Linked DNA regions of Salmo salar: region 2 is linked to region 1. The links are chromatin contacts, called in public Hi-C maps. All regions are on one chromosome and are shown on one strand. Each heading gives the region's core, a stretch centred on a gene start, on an enhancer-like site or on the middle of the called end of the contact. The rest is flanking DNA. Distances are from core to core; before and after follow the strand shown.

Region 1 (6,659 bases), core at 1,453-3,952:
CATACCAGCATCGACTTACATATGCTGGTAGTGATGTTGGAGATAAATAAATACCAAGTACGGCAGTAAAGGCGCACTATCCTCCAGCTATAATATACAACTGAAAACAACTTGAAGTGTATTGTATTACACTTCACACTCTGATCTTTGAGCAGAGTCTGCGCTGCATTTTTGAGTGGTGCATACTTGCCATGTTTGGTAATGCCATTTGATTGATTTTGTGGAAATTGTTCAGCCTAAAGCCTGGCTGTTTTAGAATCTTGTCTGTTAAGACCAACTGTTCCAGAATGTTCTGAGGAGAACAGAGCACACCACATTGCCATCCTTGTGGGATTTGATTTAGTTGCAATAGTTCTATTCAACTTCTGTGGAACTGGTTGTTCTGATGGTCCAGTAGATACGCTCCCCCCAAAAATACCATATTGTTCACTTTGAGGAGAGCAGAGTCCATAAAAGGAATGGCCTTAGAACTTCTATGGAACTGGTCTAGAATGTTGTTCTGAGAACAGCAGAACACACCAGTCAGTCTCTAAGTCATTTCCTTCATTAATCTCCATCAGACAACAACATGGCCATCTGGCTGTGATAAGGTCCGCTTCACCCAGGGTCTGAGGCTGTCTGTCTTTTTCTCATTAGGGATGAAATAGTCTGTCCTCTGGTCAAGGGTCAAGCTATTTTCCCAGGCTGAGAGAGAGAGAGATCTTGTAGTCATGTGTGTTCAGTGTACACCATTGGATGTGGACAAAATCACTTACAGACACTGGCTTGTTGCCTGTAGAGGGTGTGTGTGCGCAGCAGAGGAATGTTCTCGAGGTCAACGACCTCACTAAGCTAACTGCAGGCTATCCTAACTTCACTTAGCTAGCCTAATGCTGTTGTGTTGGTCTAGTCTAACTGTAGGCTAAACTTCTAAACTTCATTTGAGCCAGCCCATGCATATAAGCCTACAATGCGGTTGTGTTTTGCTGCAGTGGGCTCATAAACAATTCACATTCGCCTAGTCTCTTCCCCACTGCCGCTGTGTCTGAAAACACAAGCGCCCTGTGAATTTAAGCAAATCAGACTAGCATTTGCCTATCTGCACAGTGCGAGAAATAGTGAGCCTCCTCTCTCAATCAGTTCCTAGTGTCTATCTGTACGGAGGAATAGTGGAGTAAGGAAGAAGCGTGGGCCTTCTGTCTCTGACCCCGTTTCTTTGTATTGTCTATGATTATGCGTTGTGTTTTGATGCGTTGTCAGATCCAATAAGGGAAGCAGACAGACAGACGGGCAACATAATGCTGTCCTATTGATGTCCACTTAATCACTGAGCCAGTCACAATAAGGTTATTAACAGTATGAGAAAGGGAGGGAGAGCTAGACCAGAGACTATATACGGAATAGGGCACCATTTGGTACACACGCTTGGTCTATAATGTTGTATTGTAACCTACAGTCAATGTAGGTTTAACCCTCTACTCCAGGTTGTGTATAGTTACAGAAATGTAAATTCCCAGTAACACCTGTAAATATATAGATTCCCCGGTAAATCTGTACATTTACCAGTATGAAGGGGAATGTATAGATTTTCAAAAAGAATGTGTAGATATCCCGACTTCCCAATTATAGCCTAGAAGACATCTCAAGAATGTCCACTTTTGGAAAGACACAAGGTTTTTCTCATCATCTCTAACCATATACTGTATATCATACCTAATTTGTGTATCCAGACATTTCTGGATTAGATGTCTAGATTTCGTGCTGTAAATCTTATGACATGGTGATGGTGAATGGTCGTATTCAACCTCACCCAGGTCACACCAGGTTCTCTCTGTCACAACAGAGTGTATACTTACATTTCTCTCTTTTCTCTCTCTCTCTCTCTCTCTCTCTCTCTTCCCACCTCCCTTTCTCTTGTCTCTCGCTCTCTCTCCATCGCTCTTTTCTCTCTTTCAAGTTCTAAAATGCTTTATTGGCATGACAAAAGTACTTGCATTGTCAGGAAAAACAATGTTGAATAATTCAACAGGACATAGATGACACGCAGAAACATTCATCTGAACTAGAATAGGTAATTAACATATAATACATTTATTCAACTTCAAACATAGCGATTTTCAAAGAATCTCAAAGCGCTTCAAAGCACAAAAAAACAACATAACATCATGGGATGGACAGTCATTAGAAAGTTCATGGCTTGAGTGGTCATCTGAGGGAGGTGGTCAAGCGGTAAGAAAATGTCCGGAGGCAGGCAGGCAGCTAGCGCGGTCTCAAGGTGTCTCTCTGTCTTATCCGTAGTAGACCTCGGATTTTGTTTGAGCTAAGCCACTGCGGTCCGTGGACTCCGTAGTAGGTAGCTAGCTAGCTACTCCTTCGCTTCTATCAAAATGAAGGGGCGCCCACTTGGATGACTAGGGCAGTTACGTGGTGCCAGAAAGCGCACCACATGTCAATAATAATTCAAGATCTCTCTCCCTCTCTTCTCTAGCTCAGTGGGAACATATGATAACATTGTGAAATGTGTAACCTTACATGTCGCTCGCTCTCTCTCCCTCCCCTCCAGCTGAGTGCCAACGTGTTGATCTTCCTGTGCACCAACATGATAGGTATCTGTACCCACTACCCTGCCGAGGTATCTCAGAGACAGGCCTTTCAGGAGACCAGGGGGTATATCCAGGCCCGGCTCTACCTACAGAGAGAGAATCAGCAACAGGTAGGCTACACACACACACACACAGGCATACATTTACACAAGCCATTACACTTGTTGACCTAACTATATTTTCAAATTATTGTGGGTCAACAATATAGAGTATTTCTGAATGCCTCTATACTCTACCAACATGTTCCCACGCAGTATTCCAACCAATGACTGGCACTCAAGGCAGTGACTCATTGAGGTTTCTAGCTGTTGAAACACATGAAAGGGAATGGGTTGAGTGCTTTTCTCTCACTTCTCTGTCTCTCTCTCTCTCTGTCTCTCTCTGTCTATCATACACATTTTCCAGGAGCGCCTGTTGCTGTCGGTGCTGCCGAGGCACGTTGCCATGGAGATGAAGGCAGATATCAACGCCAAGAAGGAAGATATGATGTTCCACAAGATCTACATCCAGAAACATGACAACGTCAGGTAACCATGGACACACACCCTTTCCCTCTGCCATAACCATGGACACACACTGACCATTTCACTCTCTTCCCGCAACAAGTGGTGCTGAGGTCAAAATGTGACACATCTGTATTGGCTCAAATGACAAAACTGCCACAGTTCCTCAAATCCTCTTAAAGCACATTAAAGGAAAGAATCCAAGGTCCCTCCCTGGGACTGCTTCCTCCAATGAACTTTGAGAGGAATTGAGGAAACAAGGATGGAGGAAGCAAGCATATGAAAGCCAGTAATTTTTTCAGACATTGCCGTGGCCCCATATCCACAAAGTGTCTGAGTAGGAATGCTGATCCAGGATCAGTCCATGCTATTTTATTAAGTATTAACTAAAACGCTAAACTGATCCTAGGTCAGCACTCCTACTCTGAGTTGTTTTGTGGACCCTGGACTACCTGATCTAACACCACCAGCCTCTTGACCCAGATATTAGTCTAAACTCTATTCAATCACCATCAAGATGTGTTGAATTAACACTGTGAAACTCCCCAGACATTCTCTCTCTATCGGTCTGTCTTCTATCATGTTGTTGTTGTTGTTGTTGTTGTTATTATTATTATTGAGTCAGAACATTGATCAAGAGGGCAACAGCGCCATCTCTCATCTCTCCACTAGAAGTGTCAACATTCCAGTTGTTTTTCCTCTTCCTTGTAATTATTACCACAAATTAGAAAATGAGAATCGTGCTGAGATGTCTTCACTGGGAAGGGAGGGAGGACTGAAGGTGACCTATATGAGTCCAGACGAAAAGCTGAACAGAATAAATGCCTCTCTATCTCAACAAGAGATGGCGGGAGGGAGCAGACAGGCCGGTCGGCGCATGACCATGCCAATGATGGGTTATTGATCTATCTCTCTGTCTCTCCCTCTTCCCCCTCTCTCTCTCTCCTTCTTTCATTCTCTCTTTTTCCTCCCTCTGTCTTACAATCTTTCTTACTCCCGCTTTCTCTTTCTCTCTCGCTCTCTCTCTCCCTGTCTTTCTTTCTCTCTCCATCCAACAGTATACTGTTTGCAGACATCGAAGGATTCACCAGCCTGGCATCACAATGCACCGCACAAGAGTTGGTCATGACACTGAATGAACTTTTCGCTCGCTTCGACAAACTAGCTTCGGTGAGCAGTTAGACATCATATAATCAGTCACTTCAACCCCGTACGTCAGATTTCAAACCTATTATAGATGTACTCTTTACTTTTAAATTGTGGATTTTGCATCGCCCATAGTGACGTGTGATTCATTGGCTACTGGCCACTTACATTTGTGTTGTGTAATGCTCCGTAATACATTTAACATTTGATGTGTAAACTACTCCCTAACCCTGAACCTGTGTGTGTCCTATAGGAGAACCACTGTCTGAGGATCAAGATCCTTGGAGACTGCTACTACTGTGTGTCTGGACTGCCTGAACCCAGGGCCGACCATGCACACTGCTGTGTGGAGATGGGAGTGGACATGATAGAGGCCATCTCGTGAGTCACACACACTAATGAATAACCTACTTTGAATTAGTAGAAAGCACATTTTGGCTTGTCTAGAATCTATCGTAACAGGGGGTTTTCGGTGTGTGTCTGCGCAAGCTTCTGTGTGTCTAACTGTGTGTGTGTGTTTGTCTCCCTGCAGGCTGGTGAGAGAGGTCACAGGGGTCAATGTGAACATGCGTGTGGGTATCCATAGCGGCCGGGTCCACTGTGGGGTGCTGGGACTCAGGAAGTGGCAGTTTGACGTATGGTCCAACGATGTCACTCTAGCCAATCACATGGAGGCAGGGGGTGCGGCAGGGTAAGCCCCTCCCAACACACCATAGAAAACTCCAATAGGGTTGCACTTGATCTGCTGCTAAACATTTAGTTGCACATGCAAGTTCAAGCCTTTATTTTTTTTTTAATTGTAAAAAATAAACATTTGTCTTTGGCTTACAGGCATATGGCTCGGACGCATCACAATTCGACACAAATAGAGGATAAAACACACGCTTGATAATACAATAAATCTAACTAGATGTGGGGCATCATAATAAAGTGTTAGTATTGATTACATTCTTTCTGGTACTGCAGTCCTCGAGATTCAAAATGTCCTCTGATGTACTGTGTCGATGTGACCCCTTGTCCTTGTGTGTATGTGTGTGTTACTAGGCGTATCCACATCACCAAGGCCACCCTACAGTACCTGAATGGGGACTATGAGGTGGAGCCAGGGTTCGGAGGGGACAGGAACGCCTATCTGAAGGAGAACAACATCGAGACATTCCTGGTGCTGGGGTGCAGCCAGAAAAGGGTCTGTTGTTTAATTAACGAGTTAAATCAATCGTTTTTTTTTTTTCATTTATACTAGGAAAAAGAATAGTTTATTGTCCATTGTCAGTTTCAGATCACAGAAATTCTTCATTTCCTTTAGTTATCCATTTATTAATTGGTTTCCTCTTTTTCTCCTGGATGGTACTTATCATTAATTATTAATTGAATTATCAAAAAGAATGTGTATTGTTCAAAATCTCTGTCAGAATCTATGTTGGTAATAGTATTGAATTTTTTGGGAATTAAAAAATACTGTGGAACAATATTCAAATGTCCAGTGTGAATAAGGTCCATTGGTGTGGTCATTTCCCTCCCCGCAGAAAGAGGAGAAGGCAGCGATGGCCAAGAGTGCCATGATGCAGCGGGCACGTGCCAACTCCACTGAGGGCCTGATGCCACGCTGGGTACCCGACACAAGGTTCTCCAGGACCAAGGACTCCAAAGTCTTCAGGCAGATGGTGAGAAACTGATTACCTGAAATGGTCTGAGAGCAAATGATTGCTCTATATAGCTAGGATCCCGTCCAATTGGCGACAGATTTTCATGCGAGTATTCTAAAATCTGCGTCAAGAAAATATGTGCATTTTCCCATCAGAGGTATTTCCACCAAACTGACTTGTTGCGGATAGAAAATCAGTGCGTGATTACGTGTTGCACACAAAATGGACTTTTTGGCTTAAGTTTACATGTACCGAATAAAAAAATCTAAAGTTCAATGTGTTTCCATCGCATTTTCAACTCTACTGATTGTTTGGTCACAAAAACGGTTACGTTAATTGTGCCTACTCTGGTCTTAGTATGTGCACTCTAGCTAACAGCTTGCAGATAGTGCGGGTAGGCTAGTCTACATGATGAGATGATTATGGGTAAGAGAGAGAATGTTTTTATTTGTCTAACCAGAACAAGACCCTCGATATTTATTGGAAAGGAGCATCAAGCTCATCACTGTGCACTTTCACCACCCTGTGAAGTTCATCATTTATTTCATCGGTAGCCAATAAACTGCATGGTTTCCTGAGTCGTAGTGGGAGGACCACACCATCACTTGACTCCACCATTTTCTGCATAATTAATTCATTGTATCGACACAAAAAGTTCCCACCATGTCGAACAAACAAATTATCTGTCGACATTTATAAAATTGTACCAAAACTTCCTGTTTCCATCACAGCTGTTGTGATTTTTTTAAATGATACGGTATGACTTTACTCACATAAAATGG
Region 2 (6,659 bases), core at 1,977-4,476, 59 kb before region 1:
CATTGATAACTGGGAACATGTGGGGTCATTTTCACTGCTTCTAATTTCCTTATTAAACCGTTCAAACTGATGTCATTTGGAAATGCTGCTCTGAAAATCTTTCTGTTTATTTATTTTCATAGCATTTTGTCCCGTCCCTAAACATCTGCTGAGTGAGAGAAGCACCGATGAAAGAGAAAACATTACTGATGTCAACTAGATCGAAGCATTCATCGATTTATGACATTATTCTGGTGAGCAAGGGTTTATTTAGTCTTCTAGGGCAGTAATGACAGAAAATAAGCTGCATGTATCTAATTATAGACACATTGTCTAACAAATAGCCTACCAAAATGTAGGAAATTATAATGCAGAAACATATCTAAATTAGACGTAAAAAAAGAAATCCCGCACCCCCTGTCAAAGAAATTGTTCCGCCGTCTCTTGACTGTAGAGCGCATTTCCTATCGGCCTATTTGCAGGTTAGGGTTGGGTGCAGGCAATTGCGGGCGGGTGCGGGTGAACAAACAGCTGACCCGCGCATCACTAACACACACACACACACACACACACACCCTTTAAACCCCCTATGATCATTTGAGACCTTCTTTCAAAGTCACTTCTTTCAAAGTCACTCTTCTTCTAGCCATGGTAGCCAAAATAATGAGCAACTGGACATTTTTATCCACAACCCTAAGCATGATGGGATGTTAATTACTTAATTAACTCAAGAACCACAACTGTGTGGAAGCACCTGCTTTCAATATATACTGAACAAAAATATAAACGCAACATGCAACAATTTCAAGGATTTAACAGTTAATATAAGGAAATCAGTCAATTTTAATTAATTAATTAGGCCCTAATCTATGGATTTCACATGACTGGGCAGGGGCGCAGCCATGGGTGGGCCTGGGAGGGCATAGGGAGCCAGACCCAGTTTTTCCCCACAAAAGGGCTTTATTGCAGACAGAAATACTCCTCAGTTCCATCAGCTGTCTGGGTGGCTGGTCTCAAGACGATCCCTCAGGTGAAGAAGCCGAATGTGGAGGTCCTGGGCTGGCGTGGTTGCACGCCATCTGCGGTTGTGAGGTCGGTTGGATGTACTGCCAAATTCTCTGGCAACAGCTCTGGTAGACATTCCTGCTGTCAGCATACCAATTGCACGCTCCCTCAAAACTTGAGACACCTGTGGCCTTGTGTTGTGTCACAAAACTGTACATTTTAGAGTGGCCATTTTATTGTCCTCAGCAAAAGGTGGACCTGTGTAATGAGCATGCTGTTAATCATCTTCTTTATGCCACACCTGTCAAGTGGATGGATTATCTTGGCAAAGGAGAAATGCTCACTAACAGGGATGTAAACAAATTTGTGCACACAACTGGAGAGAAATACGTTTTTTGTGCGTATGAACATTTCTGGGATCTTTAATTTCAGCTCATGAAACATGGGACCAACACTTTACATGTTGCATTTATATTTTTGTTCAGTATACTTTGTATCCCTCATTTACTTAAGTGTTTCCTTTATTTTGTCAGTTACCTGTAGGTTATATGCCTAAGGTCCTTGGACATTAACGTAGTAGGCTAGCCTGCAGCCCTTAACAGTACATCTTGGCTAGCTGCAGTCCACATTGCCACTCTCTTGAGCCCCCTTTGTCCTGATCTTGTCCACATTCTGATTGTGCCCATATATAACCAACTCAGTGGCCTTGTGGTTAGAGTGTCTGCCCTGAGATTGGAACCAAAGACTGTAAAAACGGGAACCGATGCATCTCTGCTTGGCACTCAGCATTAAGGGCATTGATTTGGGATAAGGCCCTGCAGTATACTAGTGCCCTGTCTGGTGGGTGTACTTGTACATCAAACTGCCTCATGCTACAGAAACAGGAGAAATACTTGTGCAAAGTGACTTACTTACTAAGGTCCTTGGACGCTAAAGTAGTAGGCTGCACTCTTTAATGGTATATCTTGGTTAGCTGCAGTCAACATTGTCACTCTCTTGAGCTCCCTTTGTCCTGATCTTGTCCACATTCTACATTGTGGCCCCATTTGTTTAATAGGCGTGTAGAGATGATTCAAAGACACATTTCGATCTGATTGGGATTAAATCTTCCTGACCATTTCTGGAGGTAGTCTGGTGTGCATTGTGTCTGGATATCAATCAAGTGTAAACAGATCTGGATGGTCAAACCATTTAAATCATCATTATACTGGCCTCTAATATCCTTGACAGGTAGTACCATTGACTTATGGCATCAAATTGTCTTTAAATAAATCTTATTTTGAAATAATATCTGTCAAATATTTTGCATAGTGAGAGGCCCCAGCTAATCTTTTCACAATGCGGACAGAGTGAACGGAGAAGAGACACATTTTAATAGAATGTGCAGACACAACATTAGCTTTTGATTGGATCATATTGATCAGATCATTAAAAAACATGTTGGCGCAAAGTATAAACGAGGCTTTGTAGGCCTAACTAACTTTTACTGACTTTTTTAGTAATTTAGTAGTTCAATCTCCATCACATTCTTCATTGCTTGTCCCACTCAAAATAGCACTCATATTTGTGCAGTGGTGTAAAGTACTCAAGTAAAAATACTTGAAAGTACTACTTAAGTCATTTTTGGGGGTATCTGTACTTTACTTTACTATTTATATTTTTGAAAACGTGTACTTTTACCTCACTACATTCCTAAAGAAAATGATGTACATTTTACTCCATACATTTTCCCTGACACCCAAAAGTACTCGTTACATTTGGAATGTTTTTCAGGACAGGAAATGTTCTAATTCACACACTTATCAAGAGAACATCCCTGGTCATCCCTACTGCCTCTGATCTAGTGGACTCACCAAACACATGTTTGTAAATGATGTCTGAGTGTTGGAGCATGCCCCTGGCTATCTGTAAAAAAATCTATAAAAAATGTACAAAAATAAACTATGCTTGGTTTGCTTAATATGAGGTATTTGAAATTATTTATACCTTTACTTACTTTTGATAGGCCTACTTAAGTATATTTTAGAAAGTACATGTACTTTTGATACTTAAGTATATTTAAGTAGTATTTTACTGGGTGACTTTCACTTTTATTTTCTATTATGGTATCTTTGATTTTTTCCCAAGTATGACAATTGAGTACTTTTTTCACCACTGTATTTGTGTTGCCATTTGTTGTCCTATTATTAGTTCATGAGAAGTACTTCCCTACACACACATTCACACTGGAGCTACCTCTAGGGGGCTTACTGAGTTCATGAGAATGTATGAGGGTGAGAGAGCGTTGAGAAGAGCAAAGCGCGAACGAGAGATTTGTACATTTGGAGCCGTTCCCTTCGATTGTCGCCTACGGACGTCGATTGATAAACGTTTTCATCTGAAACGAGAAGACAGCGAAGCATGTCTACCAACGCAGAGGGAGAAAAGTAGTCCATATTGCGCGCTATTCGTACAAGGGTGTCAGTCAATGTGGTAAGTACAAGCCCTCCCGCTGTCCTAGGTTTCTGGCCAACTGTTTTTGTAGGCTACAACAACGCTACAATAGTAGCAAGTCGACTAGTATCAGTGTAGTTATAGAAAACACTAGTGCTACAAAATGTCAACAGAACATCCGAGGTTACAATGTTGAGAGTCGGCCTCTTAAGGCAAAGTGTTGCAGTAGCCTGTAGCCAAGTCTCAAGGTGGCATGTTATGTTATGCAGGTATTTGCACTGTATTGTTTTACATGGCACTATCGACCATGTAGCTAGTAACAAGCCTATAGGCTATGTGTAAGCTTCATATATTTGTTGAGGCCTTTACTAAATAAGGATACATTCTAGGTGCATTTACAAGAAGGGACTTACCGAGAAGGACCCGGTTTAGGACATGTATCATGTTCTCTCACCATAAAAATATGCTTGAAGGTGCATCAGGGTATCATGACTTTGCCAATACTGTAGGCCAGGGATCATTAACTAGATTTTCTGGAGTGGATGGTCGGGGGTCCGGAACATAATTATAAATAATTTGTAGACTGCAAATTGACCTCAAGAAGCACAGGTGTATTTGGTTAAAACATCATCATTTCGAACCTTGTTTACACTTGTATACGATCAGGTGTCTCTCTATAATGCGTGGGAATAATTGGGAACAGATTTTCCTAAATTAAAATGACTTGGAGCTTATATATATATATATATATATATATATATGTTATTTTACTCAGGCCGCCAGTTGGGGAACCCTGCTATACTACTTGTCTAGAGTTTATCTGAGAAGTTGGTAGAGAGATTTTAAGTGATGACCGTTACTCCTGACCTAAATTCTGGCGTCGAATGGTAAGGCTATAGGGTCTTAAATGGATAACAAACGTCAGTGCAAGGAAACAGACACCCCGTTATATAGGCCTAAGCAATGTTTGAGAAGTATAGGATACTTGCCGTAACTGCAACGAAATGTCAGCAGTCTGGCAGGGTAAAGGCTGGTTAACATAGGCTACACATACAAACGGTGCGTCCGATGGAATCAGTGTGTTCGGCTGGCCTTCTTGCAACCAAATAGGCTATATGCAGATAGTTGATTGCATGTCACATATTATAGAGGCCTATTTATCGCAAACATCCTGAGAATGATGTGGTCTTTAGTCCTGCATATAGATAATATACATTCAAACTCAATATATAACCTATATATATATTCATTTACAACGTTGACAACTGTTTTCCCGGTTTATCCAGAGTCAGTAAGAATAGAAATACGTATTTTTTATTTTTTATTTTTTATGATATCTCGAGCGGATGCTGCTGTAAATGCATGCATGCGCTGTTCTGTTTGTGTTACATAACCGCTGCTGTGTGCTCGAGCTGTGTGTCTGACCGGCGGTGCATGCACCAGAGGTGAATACATGCTTGATTACCAGTCTGACCTAGAGGAGCATTGAATAATCTATTAGTGCATAGATCAGATGCTTTTATCTGCGAAACAAGACCTATATATGTCATTTGCATATCGTGCTATTTGCTGTTTTAATATTTGTATTTAAAATAGAATATCCGACGTTCCAATCATCTACTCAATGTTAATATGTGTCCTTAAACCTGCTTTGACGTTAATAACGGAGAGATATTGTGGTATGGTTATGGGGGAAAGGAAAAATAAAAGAGAAACCACTTATTATAGGTGGAATTTTAGTAATGATAAAATAAGTAAAGGTAGGCTACATATTTTGGAAATTACATTATTAAAGAATACACAGAATACAACCTAGGCTAGTGTATGTCAGACAGAAGACTATGTTGTGTATTGGCAGAATGGCAGTACAGATTTTAACTAACTGTATTTGAAATAACAAACCACAGAACAGGATTCTCTGTTTGCCAGCCCCTCAGTTAGTTCCAAAGGTTTATTTTCTGAAGCAACTTCTATCAATAGCTACTGCTCTTGATTAGAAATAAGGCATGCCAGGCATGTACTGTAGAATTGAATAGATTCAAATATAATATAATAGATTCTTTGTATATTTTGATAAATGTACATTTGTTTTCTCTCCCCCCCCCACACACACACACACCGGGGTTTGACATTAACTTTTTGCCAAGTCACTTGTCCCCCCAAAAAAGGTATGTAACACTATGGGCCAAAAAGGTGACTTAAAAGTGTGTCATATGATGCAAGGAACCACTTTACAAAAAAAATAAAAAATTATTATGATTATAAGGCCTATTACCATACAGAGAATCAGACAAAAAATGCAGGCTACTCTCTGCCTATTGACTTCTTTGCATATTCAAGCCTGTCTAAAAATACAACACTGTCCCTTTAAGGCTGTCCTGGAGCATGGTTGGCTACCCTTCATAGGCTATAAAAAGTAGCAAAATTACAACCAAATACTTTTTGTATTTATAAAATAATTTCCTCATTCAAGGAATCAGAGAACAATTGGCTAAAGTAGCCTACTTCAAAGCAAGATAAATAACTAAGACATGTTTATCTATAACCTTGTTAAGCTAAAATATTCAGGTTAGGCTATTCTAAGAATATATTTAAAGTTGGCAGAATGACATGATCTATGTTGTATAGAGGGGAGTCCCAGCTGTCCGACAGCTTCAGATTTATTTCCCAGTTTCCAATATTGGTCACTGAGAGACGGTTTACCGGAAGCACCCTTTCATCAGCTGTGGGTCACAATTTGCGCTTAAGCTGGTGGAAAGTTTTTAGGAAATTTGATATGACAATTACATTTAATACATGACAATAGTTAACTACTGAGATACAGTGCCTTCAGAAAGTATTCACACCCCTTGACTTTTTCCACATTTTGTTGTGTTACAGCCTGAATTTAAAATGGATTCAATTGAGAGACTGTGCCACTAGCCTACACACACTGGCCTACACACATGATTTTTGAATGACTACTTCATCTCTTTACCCAACACATACAATTATCTGTATGGTCAGATTCAACCAAAAAGACCAGGGAGGTTTTCCAATGCCTCACAAAGAAAGTATTCCATTACTCCAGCCAACGCTTGGCATTGAGCATGGTGATCTTAGGCTTGTGTGCGGCTGCTCGGCCATGGAAACCCATTTCATGAAGCTCCCAACGAACAGTTCTTGTGCTGACGTTGCTTTCAGAGGTAGTTTGGAAGTCGGTAGTGAGTGTTGCAACTGAGGACAGACAATTTTTACGCACT

What was found. Hi-C and Micro-C count contacts between places; a contact is called where the count stands out from the background.
Region 2: a contact with region 1 is called in a Hi-C map of gill, with 4 times the contacts expected there. The contact joins the promoter of LOC106567013 here to the enhancer-like site in region 1. A contact is called at or near these places in 2 of 3 Hi-C or Micro-C datasets (gill and muscle).

The regions. Positions count from the first base shown.
Region 1 is chrssa13:43,493,669-43,500,327 of Ssal_v3.1, reverse strand. It overlaps LOC106567013 (adenylate cyclase type 6), which reads left to right. Exons shown (of 23, transcript XM_014135781.2): 4 at 2,543-2,692; 5 at 2,988-3,109; 6 at 4,144-4,255; 7 at 4,485-4,612; 8 at 4,764-4,922; 9 at 5,276-5,417; 10 at 5,758-5,895. Among protein-coding and RNA genes, the nearest start is that of galnt6, 26 kb to the right of the region's middle. Within about 2 kb of position 2,702, at least 1 of the 13 cell types and tissues checked has an H3K27ac peak or open chromatin away from gene starts, as enhancers often do. A contact at or near this core is called in gill, where this site is marked.
Region 2 is chrssa13:43,552,950-43,559,608 of Ssal_v3.1, reverse strand. It overlaps LOC106567013 (adenylate cyclase type 6), which reads left to right and starts at 3,226. Exons shown (of 23, transcript XM_014135781.2): 1 at 3,226-3,456.